2 separate regions of the Columba livia genome follow, and region 2 is linked to region 1. Evidence: chromatin contacts called from public Hi-C data. All regions are on one chromosome and are shown on one strand. The core of a region is the stretch at or near the end of the contact, and the rest is flanking DNA. Distances in the headings are between cores, read along the strand shown. Region 1 overlaps SKAP2 (src kinase associated phosphoprotein 2). Region 2 holds the start of HOXA5 (homeobox A5).

What was found. Hi-C and Micro-C count contacts between places; a contact is called where the count stands out from the background.
Region 2: a Hi-C map of liver shows a contact between it and region 1, with 4 times the contacts expected there. The contact joins the promoter of HOXA5 here to the enhancer-like site in region 1. A contact is called at or near these places in 2 of 2 Hi-C or Micro-C datasets (crop and liver).

The regions. Positions count from the first base shown.
Region 1 is chr2:36,081,074-36,088,750 of bColLiv1.pat.W.v2, reverse strand. SKAP2 (src kinase associated phosphoprotein 2) reads left to right here. Exons shown (of 11, transcript XM_065051387.1): 9 at 3,481-3,593. Among named protein-coding and RNA genes, the nearest start is that of SKAP2, 110 kb to the left of the region's middle. Within about 2 kb of position 2,925, at least 1 of the 3 cell types and tissues checked has an H3K27ac peak away from gene starts, as active enhancers do.
Region 2 is chr2:36,317,537-36,325,213 of bColLiv1.pat.W.v2, reverse strand. HOXA5 (homeobox A5) reads left to right here and starts at 4,190. Exons shown (of 2, transcript XM_005513488.3): 1 at 4,190-4,996; 2 at 5,963-7,031. The coding sequence starts at 4,435. The coding sequence ends at 6,213. The region is part of intron 1 of HOXA3 (homeobox A3); the gene reads left to right. HOXA6 (homeobox A6) reads left to right here. Exons shown (of 3, transcript XM_065051393.1): 2 at 451-706; 3 at 2,026-3,309. The coding sequence starts at 682. The coding sequence ends at 2,285.

The DNA.
Region 1 (7,677 bases), core at 1,676-4,175:
CAGGTTTGTGCTCAGAAATGGCAAGTGCCAGAACTGGTACAAGGGAGAGGGCAGGAATGGAACAATTTTTACCTGTCAGATTTTTGACCTGTCAGATTTTTTCACCTTTCTTTAAGCATATAATGTAAGGTGCCAGTATTTTTCAGTGAAATAAGCAGTCTGAGCCTACCATCAAGAAAGCTGGCAGCTGTTGCTCTTTCATCTCTCAAATAAACTCTGAAGCATTTTCTTCGGTATACTGTACAAAAATATCTGTTGTTCCTATTACTGTTACTGGAAAAACAGAGATGGCAGAAGAAAACCATGAAGAATTCTTTGTGGAAGAATTTTGGAAATTGTTGGATAATTGTTCATCCAGATAGCTGTCCTGGAAGGAAAGAAGTATGTCCTGGAGAAACAACCTGTCCAAAATCCTGCTCAGCCATTTCTTGTGATTGGTAATATTAAAAGCAGTGGGTAGGTAAAACCAAACTGCTTCTACCCTCTGCTACACACTTCAGTTTTTTTCAATCATATCTTATTCATATTTGTGGCTTGACCGTGTCTTCAAATTGTGACAGACTTTAGCTTAGCAATTATCATAATATTTTTAAGTCATAAGACATTACACAGTGTATAAGAATAGACTGTAATTGTGGCAGAGTAACATCAGCATATCGATACCTTTTGAATTTGAACTGTAATGGGCACATAAATCCTTGATGCTAAATCCACCAACTGTTCTCAGATACTACGCAGTAGTATCAGAAGCTCCACATAATTTCATTTCCATATAAGTACCAAATTCCTTTGTTCGGGTCTCCTGGTTTTGTTTTATTCAGTTCTTTGGAGGCAATCAAATGAAATTTGACAGCATCTTCTCTAACTGAAAAAGAGGCTGTGTTTTACAAAGGTTTTTGCAGGTTTTTTTTTTTTGTTCTACCTCTGTGTTTGTGAAGCAATATGAATCATTTTATGAAGCATTTTGCCCTTTAGATGTATAGATTCTGAAGTTAAATAGACAATTGGCTTTTATGCGTGTGTTGTTGCACTTACAGAATTTGGAGAAACTTGTCCTGGTGGGCATGGGAGGGGATTTCAAATTTAAAATTAACACTGCATAGTTGTTCACAAACTTACACTGATACTTTCTCTCCTTATCTTTCATTTCTGTGCTCCTGGTATAGCAGTATATGGTCTTCTGAGAAATGTGGCTTTCTGATTTGAACAACTCTACCTTATGCTGAATTCATGCATGAGGGCACAGAGCCATAGTTGGTCCTTGGGCAACATCTTCACTGCAGGAATAAGCTTATTTTAAAATGCATCTTTTTGAGTGTTGCTATGTTATTAGTTGAGTGGCTTTCCCAATTTAAAGCTTAATTAAATGCTCATGATGAACATCTAGGGACAGATTGTGTCTTGCCTGCTGTGGGATCTCTTCTGTTGCTGATGTTCCCCATGTAACTCCCATTACTGTTAACAGGAGTTACTTCAGACACATAAAGGTAAGAACAGACCTCAAAGCGATAAAGGTCAACGTGAAAAGTCATGATGCATTTCAGTGCAGTTCTGAAGAAGTAAAAGTCGTGATTTGTATTTTAAACCAAATCAGTAAGACAACTGCTGAAAGGTTTGGTAGGTGGGATATACAGAAATAGCTCTCAGTTTTTTTTTCACATGGACTTACAGTATCTTTTACAAGATAGAGCTGGGAACTGTGATCAGTGCCGTATCAAAAGACTGAGGAGAGATTCTTAATATTTATCACAAATTAATTTGCCACTAACCGGTGTTACTATTTGTAATTATCTAATGCTAAATTGGTGAATAATGAGCCTGACAAATGGGAAGAGCCAAAATTTGGAGGTGCAACATTTCTAACTGATTCCACCTTCCTCTTGAAATTATTCTGTCTATGCATTTTACAATAACCACATCTCTTATTTCTGTGTGGTCATGAGTTTGTATAATATATATGTATATATTGCTGCTTTTGGTGTGGTGACAGAATTTGTGCACTGGTAGTCAGAACGCCCTCTAGTGCTATATAGCAAGTGGTAGCTACTAATCACCAGTTTATGGAAAATTAAACGGTGGTTAATGTGCCTAACAGCTTTAAGTTCAAGGTTGTGAATATTTTACCTTATGACAGTATTGCCATCAAAACAAGATAGCACAGAACACAGATGGAATGGATAAATAGACAATATTTATTCTCTTGCTCCTCTTGCTCATACAGAGTATAATAAAATTAAAATCTAAGTATTTGTCAAAATAGGGAAAAATACAAGTTGAATACTGCTATATTTATTTATAGCATGACACTTTCTATTGCTTGATACTTGATATTTTAGCAGGATTTTTTCAGTAATAAAGTGAACCAATCATGATTAAATTATAAACTATAAATAATGGTGTAGAGTGCTAACGACATGCAAATGTAACTGGTATATGTTGGAATAACCAGCAAGCCTGCTGTTCAAGGATCATATAACAAAACTAAGATGACAGCCTTGATCCAGCCAGTTCAGTGATATTTATGTTGTCAGAATTAGAAGATAGCTTTCCAGTGATGTAAATTATTAGTACATATACATTCTGTCTGGTTAGTGTATACATAATGTAACTGGTCATCTGAGTGGTATTGCTTACATTCTTTTTGCATTAACTCATCGCACTCCATTCTCCTGGAATTAAAAACAGGAAATAGTTTGCAGTGTAACAGAAGCACCCAGTGTATTTAACCGCTGTGTTTCAATAGATGTACTCTGTATTGTAAGTATATGACAAAGCATTTATTACTGTGTTATTGCCGTATTACAGAGCAAAGAGTGCTAAATAATCAATCAGTTAATGGTCTGTATGGCAGCTTGAACACAGCACATCCATTGTGCTTATGCTGTTAGAAGGATGAGTTTATGGCTGTAGTGTAGTTGCATGTTTAGCCAGGGCTTAACGTCCTAAACTGAAGCTGACACAAATATTTTTAAAATGCAGCTTCAGCAACAGTTTCCAAGTTCTCCAGTATTTCAAAAGGAACAATCAAGGATTATCTCAAAGGTTCTCAGAGAAGTTACTTAGTTTTGTTGGAACAGGAGAGGGAGGGAGGGGAGCATAACACAAAATACTTACTTTGGCTTCCTTTCACAGACTATTATTAATTCTATCCTAGCAATTTTATCTGTTCCAAGTTGAGATACAAATGTGGCTTGCTGGAAATATCTTAGTAGAGGAAAACTAGCTGCTCTAAGTTGCAGCTGAAAAATGCTTTGAAAACCTGTAGCTACATGTCTTGAAGTGATATGACTTGCCAGTGAAGGGCTTGCGCATTAAACTTGTTTTCCACTTGCTTTTGTGGTATGAAGGAGCTGTTTCTAAAAACAGGAGTAAGAAGTGTGTGCTAATAAATTGCTTTGTACTATCTGGAGATTTAAAGAATAGCTGTAGTCCCCCAGTCTTTATCCTTTTGTGATTAGATGCTGTTTTCTTTCTTCACAGATAGCAAAAACACCGATTATGCGAATTTCTATCAAGGTTTGTGGGATTGCACAGGAGATGTACCTGATGAGCTGACGTTTAAACGTGGTGACGTTATCTACATTCTCAGCAAGGTATGGGATGCTAGTGGGGCTACATAGCTGTAAGAAGAGAGGTGGCAGAAGGGCACATTCCCACAGTTCTATGGGGGGAAACTGACACTCCCTTTCAGATCCTTTGTTTGCAATCAGATATTCACTGCAATTAATTATTTTGTCAAATGAACTATAATCACATTTAAAACATAGTTGTGTAACAGGAATTAACTTAAAAGCATGTTTATTTACTTGTTAAATCCTGACTATCGTTTGTTAACTGATTTAACGGGATACAATGTGCTTTCTGCTGGCAAAAGTTAACCTTGTAGAATTTTAAATTATCTTGTATGTTATGTTTCTAGTTTCCTGTTTCATATTCCTGAAGGCTGATTCTGACTTTTGGGCCATCTTGCTACAGAAGATGGTTTAGGTTTTTGAATGATACTTTCATCTTTGTAGGTATATCGTAATTGTTCTGACAGTTCAGATTCCAAATTTGTTTGCTCTGACAGATCTGGACGATTTTTAATTTACTACTTTGCTGTTTGCAAAGCAAATGAGAAATATAATTCTTCTCATCTAAGGTGATGATAGACAGCATAAGCAGAAAATTTTATTCTACTTTAATTTTGTTTAATTTTCCTGTTTTTCTTTAACCCTCTCAACAAAACCAAAACCTCTCCTGAAATATATAGCTCATGATCCATTGAAGTCCACTTCCAAATAATTCATCAAAGGAAATTTCTTTTTTCCCCACATATTAGAAAAAAAGCTGAGCTTTTCAACTTCTCATTTCAAAAAACACACCACCTTTTAAAATATATGTGTAATATATATCCCAGATGTAATTGTGTTCAATATAATTAATGCCAAAGTTATTGTAGGTTGTTGAAATACACAAGTAGGTGCGGGAAAGCTTAAAGGCATCTGTTTGTCTTAGTTTCAAACTCTTCAGTTTTGTCACAATTGCTTTAAATCTTCCGTGATACCTTTAACTGCAATGTTTCCGGATAATAAATGTAAGAGCTTCTGTTTAAATAAATTTAAGATTTATGGATGGAAAGATAGTCCTATATAAAAATATAGAAGACATATTACTAACGGTAATGTGACCATGTATGTCTTTTGAGGTATTTCATTGTCACTTAAACTAATAACTGAATTGCATTACTAAAGGCCAGATAACACTCTTGGATTGGGCAGACTTTCAAGCAGTTATACAGCACTGTATAAAATACATTTTATACACTGTAAAAAATTTTAAATAAGCACCTGTTCCCCCTTCCCCTCCTCCCAAAAAGCCCATGAACAAACGGACACTACTGTACAGGTTTGGCCTCTTTGTGGGTTGTGCCCTTCTGCTATGGTGTGGGGACTAATAAAATCTTAGTCTTCAGCTTGTAGGTGAAAAAAAATCGTTTGCTACTCCTTCCTCAAAAGAGTGAGGAATTGAATTTAAAAAATGGAGCAGAATAGAAAAACAGTAGTTTAAGCTGTCCTCTGCATATCAACTATCTTCCAGTCATGCTGTGATTAATCTATAATCAGTCCTTGAAACTAGCTTGTTGCTGCTTCAGATATATAGAGCCTTCCTCTTTGGGAATGATTTCTACTCCAAAATACAATCCAGAAAATTCAGCCCTGTTTCACTTAGAGGTTGTTACAGCTTTTTCAGAAAAATGAGTGTTGGCCACTACTGTCAGCTCTGAATTTGGAGTCCTTGGAGGGGAAACTGCCAGAGAATTATCTGCCTTAACCCTCCACTTGATTCAGTTTCAAGGTCTGATCATTTATGAACTCTTTGTCTGGTAAGTGGAAAATATAACTGAAGGAAAAGTGAACCTAACTGTCCGGAAGTGGGTCAAGACTTTTCTTCAAAAAATATTTCCTAATCCACTACACTAATACTTGGATTTTGTGGCAGTGGGCAGGAATCCTCAGCAATTTTTTAATTTTTTCACACCATCTAGTGGTTGAAGATGAGAGATGCAGTTACTGACAGGACACGATGTGTATGGATCCAAAATGGTGTCATAAATTCAGCTTCAGCTTGAACCTAGCTATGGCTTTATTGCCTTTCTATCATATGTCAGCCAGGTGTGAACATTACTCTCGAAAATCACATTTTACTGATGAGGAAGTAAGTACAGGTATAGTGGTATTATGGTAGGAAGGGTGAAGCATTAACAAAATACTGAGCATATCTGTGGAACATGTAATAGTGCTTTGTTTTATCATGAAATATAAATGGTATAGCGTCCTCTGATGAACGTGATAAGGTAGATATTTGTCTCTCCCAGCAATAGTCATGCCAAAGCAATATATTTTTACCTGCTTTTCACATACCTTTATAGACATTAGGGGAAAAGTGACTATTTTGTTTCCAAGAAATGAGATCATTAGTACAACAGAAGTAGTTATGAACCAGGTTAGCAAATCTGAGCATTGGTGTAATTTAAATTAGGCAAAAAGGAGCAATGTGTTACATGTAAGTTTCGAGGTGAATGCCTTTTAGGAGAATGAACAAGGTTTCAGTTTGGCAGCTTTTACTTCCTAAAATAGCTAAGTGTTATGCAAAGACAAATCCCCCATAATTTGCTTTAAACTGAGCATCAAAATTCAGTGTTAGTGTAATGAGCATGATTTGCATCCCTGTACTCTGAGAACACAAATACCTATGTCCAGCTAGTGTAATTACTGTAGAAAATGATGTTTTCCCTCTCTTAAAGGTGCATTAAAAAACTCTTTTAGCTATTATCTAAATTATTTATGTCCGTTGTAGCTTTTGTGTGGCACCAGTCCTATCGGCTCTTACAAAAAAAAACCGTTTTCTAGGTTTGAGAGTTTCCTTCAGAAGCTGAGTTCTTAATCTGAGCAGAATTAACAGGAACTGTTGAAATAGTACTTGTTAACTTTGCTTTAAAAAAATAGTAAACTTTTCAGTGTAATTGATCAATGTATCCATACAGATAAACTCGTACTATTATCATTTTAATTTATAATATTCCTGATATTCAAGTGGCTTTTATAACTTACGCTATGATTCATGTAAACTTTCAGAAAACTAATATACCCCTCTCCTGCTATGCAGCAGAAAACATTTTATAGCTCTACTCATAGAGGGACTCATTAATAACATTTCTTGGTTAATATTGACTATTAGAAATGCAATATTTTGATGTCCTATTTTCTAAAAGGATGATTGCTCTTAACACCTGCTTATTTATGGGCTTGCCTGTGGTTTCAAGCCCATCTGATAAACGCCATGACAAACCATGACATAACAAACCTTTTTATAAATCTTCCATAGCTCTTATGCAAGAAATAAATTTCCAGAATCAAAGACAACTGTGAATGGAGGTAGTGCTATTTTTTTTGTTTTGTTTTGTTAAGTTGGGTGTGCACAATTTATGCAAGTGCAGCTCTTGCAGTATTTGTTTGTTTCCTTTTGGTGCATGTTTTGTGTTGGGAAACTCCATAGTTTCATCAGCCAAATGCAAGTAGTAATGGAAACTTACTTAGATTTTAGCAGGCACCTGCTTGCTAGAGTTACTGATGCTTCTTAACTTGTAAGCTAATTCAGTCATTTATACTTTTATTTGCATTAAAACAACAAATAATAGTTGAAAATCAGAAGTTATATCTCAAACTGCAGTTATCCTTCCCTGTTATTATTTCAACACGTGCCAACGCAATATAATGCCGTTCACTCTGGTATTTGTGATTTGTGGAAATCTCATCTATGACTTAAACTTTTGCTCTAGGATTTTCCATGAAGGTAGAGTGTTAAGTTGGTATCTAGATTACCATTTATTAATTTTGTTCTTCCAATACAAGACATGTCTGTTAAAATGCTCACATCTCAACCTGTATTTTTTGCTTGGTGAAAAGACAAAGAAATCTCCCTTGCTCAGATTACTGATTACGAAATAAAGTACAATTTAACAGTGCAGCTGTTTCATAATAATTGTGAGCATTTTCTACATTATCTGTATAATCTTCATAAAATGCATTTATTCAGTATTTTTCCAAAATATGTGAAAAGCATACTAAAATCCCGAGTGTGATTTTGTCAGGTTACTTTCTGACAGTTCATACTGAGATTCGTATTTAACCATCA
Region 2 (7,677 bases), core at 2,941-5,440, 240 kb before region 1:
CCGCGTGGTTGCGCGGCGTTGCGCGGGGCTGCGCGGGGCGGCGCGGAGGGGCCGGGGCTGCCGGTAAGTTGGCGGCGCGGTGGCGGCGGCCCCGGGGGAGCGGGCGCCGCGCGCGCTCCCATTGGCCGCCCCGCCGTCAGCTGCTCCTATTTTCTGCTGTCGCTTTTGGCGCTCGGCCATCCAGAAACAAACCACTTCGATGACTCCTAATAGTTATCGCCAGATGTACTAATACACAACAAATCACGGTCCGGGAGAGGGGGAGAGCAAATGAGTTCCTATTTCGTGAATCCCACTTTCCCGGGGAGCCTGCCCGGGGGCCAAGACTCTTTCCTCGGGCAGATCCCCCTTTACCCGGCGGGCTACGATGCTCTCAGGCATTTTCCGTCTTCGTACGGGGCAAGCAGTCTGCAGGACAAGACTTACACCTCACCTTGTTTCTACCAACAGTCCAACACCGTCATTGCTTGCAATCGGGCTTCCTATGAGTACGGAGCCTCTTGTTTTTATTCGGACAAGGAAATTAGTAGCGCCTCTCCCTCCGGCAGTGGCAAACAGAGGGGGCCCGGGGACTACCTGCATTTTTCTCCTGATCAACAGTACAAATCCAGCGGAGTGCAAGCCAAAATTGTAAATGACGAAGGCACCGACCGGAAGTACACGAGCCCTGTTTACCCCTGGATGCAGCGGATGAACTCCTGCGCTGGTAAGGCATTTCGATGCAATCAAGGAGGGGGGGTGGGGAGAAGGAAGGAAAAGTTTATTTCCTGAAGAATTTTTTGTTTGTTTGTTTGGTTCTTAGACAATGTCCAGGCTTCTGGAGGGACACGGTTCCTTCAGGGCAATGTGTAACGTGACACCTTCCCAGGTTATTTTAGACCTGGCACATTGGCACCCTGGGAACGGTGGCCGAGACCCCAGCTTGTGAATTCACTGGTGAAAGTTATTGAGGAATCCTTAGGAAGCAGGAAAAAAAAAAAAAAAAAAAAAAAAAAAAGGAATATAAAAGGAGCAGAGCAGTTTTGCCACGTTCCTAAAGCCACCCCAAAGCTTCTCCTCCTCTTCTTCCTTGTCAGAGAGTGATGCAGGGAATATGCCCTCTGTACTGAGGATCCTATGCATTTGTGGCACGTTCCTCCTCACCCCCCTCCCCCAGCTCATTAGCCTGTAAGTATTGGATATTGAGAGCACGTTTCTGGGGCCGTGGGCGCACTTCCATGGCACCGCCGATTTTCTCTGACTTACAAGTGAACTTCACATAATTGAACTATTCTGTCCAGGAGTGGTGCTGGGGGGTGGGGAGGGTTGTATTGGGGTGGCACTTATATTTAATAATCCCATATTGAGACGTTTACTTCCAGAGTTTGCTAATGACTCCCCTCCTACCGAGTTTGTGTTTGCTGGACTGTGGGTCTAATTCATTTTTTGGAAAGTTAAACTTTTAGCAAGACCATTCTAATGCTGCTTTGCATTCAAGGGCAATAAATTCCGGAGCAAATGGCAAAGGATCTTCTATGATCTTTAGCTGATGTCTATAATTATACTTAAATTACAGACCCTCTGTAGTCACAGCCATGGCAATAGAGTGTGTTTGTGTAAACACACTCGCATATGCCTGCACACACACACACATGCGTGCAGCTCCCCGGATCGCACACTTGTGTATGTGTGTGCGCGCACACAGGCTCTCAACATGCAGAGGAAAGCCACTGCTTAGCGATTCACACGGGTGCTACCTACTTCACTTTCGCTAGGTCCACATTAAAGCCTCTTTATATCCTAGTCACCCCACCACCCTAAGCCCGCTGCACATCCGTATTTACAGCTAGTCAGGCACGAGAAAAGGAATAAGAGGGGGGGGGGAACCTCCAGGAAACCAGAGCAGCCCACCCCCCCAACAGCTCCCTCCCCCCCCGCCGCCCCGTGATCGTGCCTGCAAAAGGAGGCAGAATATACTAACCGTTCTTTCTGGTATGAAATCACTGGGCCCTGTCCAATGCGATCATTTTGTCTTTACTTCTACAGGTACAGTATATGGAACTCATGGGAGACGAGGGAGGCAAACTTACACCAGATACCAAACGCTAGAGTTAGAGAAAGAATTTCATTTTAACAGATACTTAACCCGAAGACGACGTATTGAGATTGCAAACGCTCTCTGCCTTACTGAACGCCAGATTAAAATATGGTTTCAAAACAGGCGGATGAAATGGAAAAAGGAAAACAAATTCATAAATTCCACACAGCCCAGCAGCGAAGAAACAGAGGAAAAGTCAGGGGAGTAGAACCACATTTAATAAACGCTACCAGGCCTTTCCTTAGCGCTTACTATTACCATTACTATTACTATTATTATTTACCTTGTGTTCCTTCTGCTACTAAAATCTGATAGGTTTGTCACAGTCTATTAATTCCCAAAAGGCTTGGTTAAAATACGTACATTTGCAATCATCTGTAACTCTAATATATGTGGAAGTCCTAGCTTTCGAGCTACAGGCATGTATGTATATAACGACCTTTCCAAAGTGCAGATGGCATTGCTTAAAACTAGTATAGAAATGGCCCAGATTTTTAAACATTTGAGGTGAGCATCTGTATGTTGGTGAGTGTCCCTGGTGTGCTTGTGTGAGAAGAGATAAGCGAGTGATTTTTTTTTTTTTTTAATTAGAATTGTTCATATTGCAGAAATACGAAGGATTTTAGAAAATCTTAGGTTTATATTTTTGTTAGCTCCTGCTACGTCGGGCTGTGTCGTTATGCTGTTTTTGGTAGCTTATGGTCTGCAGGGGAGGAAAAAAAAGTTTTACGCATGTGTAAGATATTTAAATAGCAAAAAGAAGACAAATCGTTAAAAAAAAATCGTTGTGTAAAGCCCTAGGTATAAACTTGCAGTTAAAGCGAAGATGAATTGCAGGGAGATTCTTTTTAAAATGCCGCTAAACTGCCTAATCTGCACTACTAGTACTAAAGGAAAAACTCGGCGTTAAACTTCAGAGGAAGCAAGGGAAGAGGTTTAGAAGCGGGCGAATTTCTGTGTTTCCCGTTGAGCTTACACTGAGGTTTCGGTGAGCGCAGCTCTACACCGAAGGGGCTTTGAATTATGGACTACATTTCCTAGGGCTTCGTGGGATTGGGTCGACCTTTCATCTTCTTTTTCTTTGTTTATTTAAAAAAATGTGTCTGACATATTAACCCGGGGATCTTCTACCCTGTTTTTGTGGTATCTTAATTCGCACTCTCATTTATTAGCACTGGGGGAAAAAAAAAAATAAAAGATAGATAATCTAAATAAAAGTAGCTGCCATAAAATGCTTCCACTTCGCGTTCTGTATAAGGAAAATAAGCGCAGCGAAAATATTGACTACTATATAGGTTATATATCTCTATATTATATTGTGTGTGCGTGAGTGTGCGTGTGAAACTATGTACAAATAGACTTGTATGCGCATCAAGGCTCTATTGTTTGGAAGGCAGCACATTTTGGGCTACTGCTCTAAATATTTTAAAAGCCAAATCTAGAAAATACTAATGCAAAATGGCTACCGCTGCATTTAGATTTTGTGGTTGTGTTTCTTTTTTCTTTATTTTGAAATTTTTATGCTTTTTCCGAGATGCGGAAAAATAACGGCGGCCGTAAAGCCGCCTGGAATTTGACCCCCTAGTAGGAAAAATGTTGCACGATTTTTATCTTTTATAGCTACCTGCCATTGCAGATCGGCAGGACCCGGGTGCCTCTCGAAACCTCTGGTACGGAAAAAAAAGGGGGGACAAAAAAAAATAATTAAACAAAAAAAATCTATAAAATGAACATAAGCGTTGCCAGCATCCGAGGAGGTATCATGTAGGGTTTGTGAACTGGTGTGAATAGCCTCGCCCGGAGCAGACAACGGGCACAAAGCGTAGCACACAGGGCTCTCGGGCGGCCGGACGGGGGGAACGAACCCCGCCGACCCCGCCGCCTCTCTGCCCGCTCCCGGTGCCGCTGGTGGCGGCGGTGGCGCCGGGCGCAGTGGCGGCGCTCCCTGCTCCGCGCGTCTCCGCGCCGCTCCGCGCCACCGTCGGGGGCCGTCACCCCGGGCCGACCCCGCGGAGCCGCCGTCATCCCCCGCGCCGCCAGCGGGTGGCGCTGGAGGCCGGCGGACGGGCGGGCGGTGGCGGCGGCGGCGCGCAGCGGCGGCGCGCCCCGGGCCGCCCGCGCCCTCCCAGCTCCCCCACCAGTGCACGAGTTTACCTCTAGAGGTCATCAGGCAGGATTTACGACTGGACAACAAAAGCACGTGATGTGAAGCCGTACCCCATATTTGGGTGCCTACGTAGGAGGGAACCAAGTACATGTCCCAGTCATTTCCATAATTCATCATAAATTGTGCAAGGGTGCTATAGACGCACAAAACGACCAAGAGCCACAAATCAAGCACACATATCAAAAAACAAATGAGCTCTTATTTTGTAAACTCATTTTGCGGTCGCTATCCAAATGGCCCGGACTACCAGTTACATAATTATGGAGATCACAGCTCGGTGAGCGAGCAATACAGGGACTCCGCCAGCATGCACTCCGGCAGGTACGGATACGGCTACAATGGCATGGACCTCAGCGTCGGGCGCTCTGCTTCCACCCACTTTGGTGCCAATGAGAGACCCCGCAGTTACCCGGCCAACACCACCTCTGCCTCGACAGAGCCCAGGTACAACCAGTCCGCGACGGCTTCCCACTCGCCTCCCCCTGACCCTCTGCCCTGCACCGCCGTGGCCGGTTCGCCTGTCAGCGAGAGTCACCACGGGGTGAAAAACTCCCTCGCCAACTCCACCAGCACTTCGTCCAATTCCAGCAGCAACACGCACATCAGCAGAGACGGGGTTGGCACCTCGTCTGGGACTGAGGAAGACACTCCAGCAAGCAGCGAGCAGGCAAGTGCCCCGACCGACCAAAGCACAGCCCAGCCTTCACAGCCCCAGATCTACCCCTGGATGCGAAAACTGCACATAAGTCATGGTAAAGCAAATACCCTGTTCTTTCTTTATTTCTCTGGAGGAAAAGGAGGATTTAATGTAAACCGGGTGGCTGCGCCGAGCAAGGTCGGGGAGAGGGGGAAAGGGGGAGAGGAGGGCGTGAGAACGGGCAGCCTCCGCGAACAGCATAACTCTGCTAGCAGGGAAGTATGCTCTCTTCTCCGGGCAAGTCCTCCCCCAAAAGAAAAAACCTCCCGGCCCCAAAAACCCAGCCCGCCCGGCTCCCAGCGCCGGCCCCGGCGGGCAGCGGGGGAGCAGAAAGCGCCTTTCCGAAGGAGGATCGGGAGCCGAGGCTGCTCCCGGCTCTCCTCTGCAAGGGGAATCCTCCAGCGGGAACGGCGCGGCTGACCCCATTTATTTTGCCGAGCCATATTAAAAAGAGAATAGGAGAGGGCGAAGAGGGCAGTTTTCACTGCTGGGAAGCCGTGGGGGAGGGGGGACAGTCGCCCCAAACTCCGGGGGAACGAGCTTGAGGGGCGCGGGGAAGCGGAGCAACTTTCAGCCCCGGGTACCTGCCCTGTCCTTGCTGCTGGGGGAGCGACCGAGGGCTCGCTGCTTCCCAGAGCCTTCCCCAGCTCAGCCGTGGGAAAGGGTTGCACGCTTCAGCTTTTCTCTCCCAGCCCTGAAAACTAGCTAGCAGCAGAGGCATGCTACAAACCGGCTCATCTAAGGGAGAGGTGGGGGAAGATAGCCTTAAAAAGCCCCCAATAAATCAATTTTAGAAATCGAACCCCAAATCCAAGCGAAAACTTACCGAGACCACCAAATTCCCCTCCCCCAAATCGTTCCTAAAAGGGTCTGGAGGGGGAAACTTGTTGAGCGTTTATCCAAACCAGAAACAGAACCAAGAAGGACTGAGAATAACGGTCCTGGTCCATAGTAGCTGCAATAAGACACGAAGGCTCCGAGTGGCTGCTGAGAATCTAAATCATGTACTTTTCTCTTCCAGACAACATAGGGGGACCAGAAGGGAAAAGGGCTCGGACTGCTTACACCCGCTATCAGACCTTGGAGCTGGAAAAGGAATTTCACTTCAATAGATACCTGACCCGCAGAAGAAGGATTGAAATAGCACATGCTCTTTGCCTCTCAGAGAGACAAATAAAGATCTGGTTCCAAAACAGGAGAATGAAATGGAAAAAGGATAATAAGCTGAAAAGTATGAGCATGGCAGCTGCAGGAGGGGCATTCCGTCCCTAAGCGTTTGATCAATTAAAAGTACTGAGCAGTATTAGCTGACCCTGCGTCTCATGTCAGTACTAAGTTGACTTTCTAAAACTTCCTTGTGTTACTTCTGTGAAGAAACCCTGTTATTGTCGCCCTTATTCATCTTTTAATCATGAGCCTGTTTATTACCATTCTCTCGCGTGTATAAGTAGATCTGCTTTTATCGTACATTTCTTTGTCTTGAATGGCTTTGTCTTGAAAAAAATAATAGATGTTTTAACTTATTTATATGAAGCGAGCTGTGTTACTTGAAGTAACTGTTAAAACAAAACATAACTAAACAAAAAAGAACAAAAAAAAAGGTTAAAAAAAAAAAAGAGAGAGAGAAAGAAGCCCTCCCCCGGTTTAGTACAAATGTTATGTGTTGCACTCAACCTGCTTAACTGTGCATGTGTGGTCAAGTGTTAATGTCTGTATAGCTCCAAGCTGTTAAAAATATTTTTATTCAAACTACCTATATAATTCCTGTGTAATTAATGCTGTTGTAGAGGTGAAATGATGAAATCAACTGAACTTGTCCTACGTGTAGTGAATAGTGAATCTGTGACGAAAACTGTGATTCCAAGCAGTATGTCCTTGCTGTGCCTTTGTATATGACTCTTTGCACGAACTCTTAGAAGTGGCTCTTATTAAGCGCAGCTTCTGTGATGTATGTTTTTTGTGAACAAAGTTACAAATATAGTCAAAGTCTGGCTGTTTGAGCAAACTGTGATCAGCATTTTTTTTTTTTTGTATTTGTTTTTAAAAAAACTGACTGGAAATCAACAAAAAAATAAACTTTCTATTGTAAAGTTTTCGTGATCTGGTTTGTGCAAAGCAAGAAGTTGTGCTTCTTGGTTTGCCTCTGAAAAAAAAAAAAAAAAACCAACCCAAAAAAAACCCAAACGTGCAGAGTATATAATAATATTTTACCTGGCTCCTGCTGCACGTTACGAATGGTAGATGCTGCGGTTGTCCGCTACCAATATTTTTAATTGAAAGTTTGACCGTAAGTTCTTCCCCACTGATTTCTCGCTAGGAGGAAAACTGCGTGGTAGGACCACAATCAACACCCTTTGTGAGTGAATCAACTGTTAGCTGTTTGCTGATGGTTGGGGAAAAAAAAAAAGTGCTTTGTTAAAACACGCTGCGAACTCTAAGATGTGTTTGCATCGCTCCAGAATTTATCCTGTGGTTTCATTAAGTATATTTGCAGGACAGCCACGTCTGAGCTCTCTGCGCCTATTAGTAACCCTCGCTAGCCACATTCCCACTTTTCACCCTTTAAAAATTTTTGTTTTTCCTCGCTACAATTAGTTTGCTATAAACGTAATGTTACTTACCCCATCAGAGCTTGAATGGTTAACTCTTCTGAGCTTCTAAGAGCAACTAAAGATTTGCACATTTACTGACTGGTTACATTGATGCCTTCCCTTAAAAGTTATAAAACAGTAAACT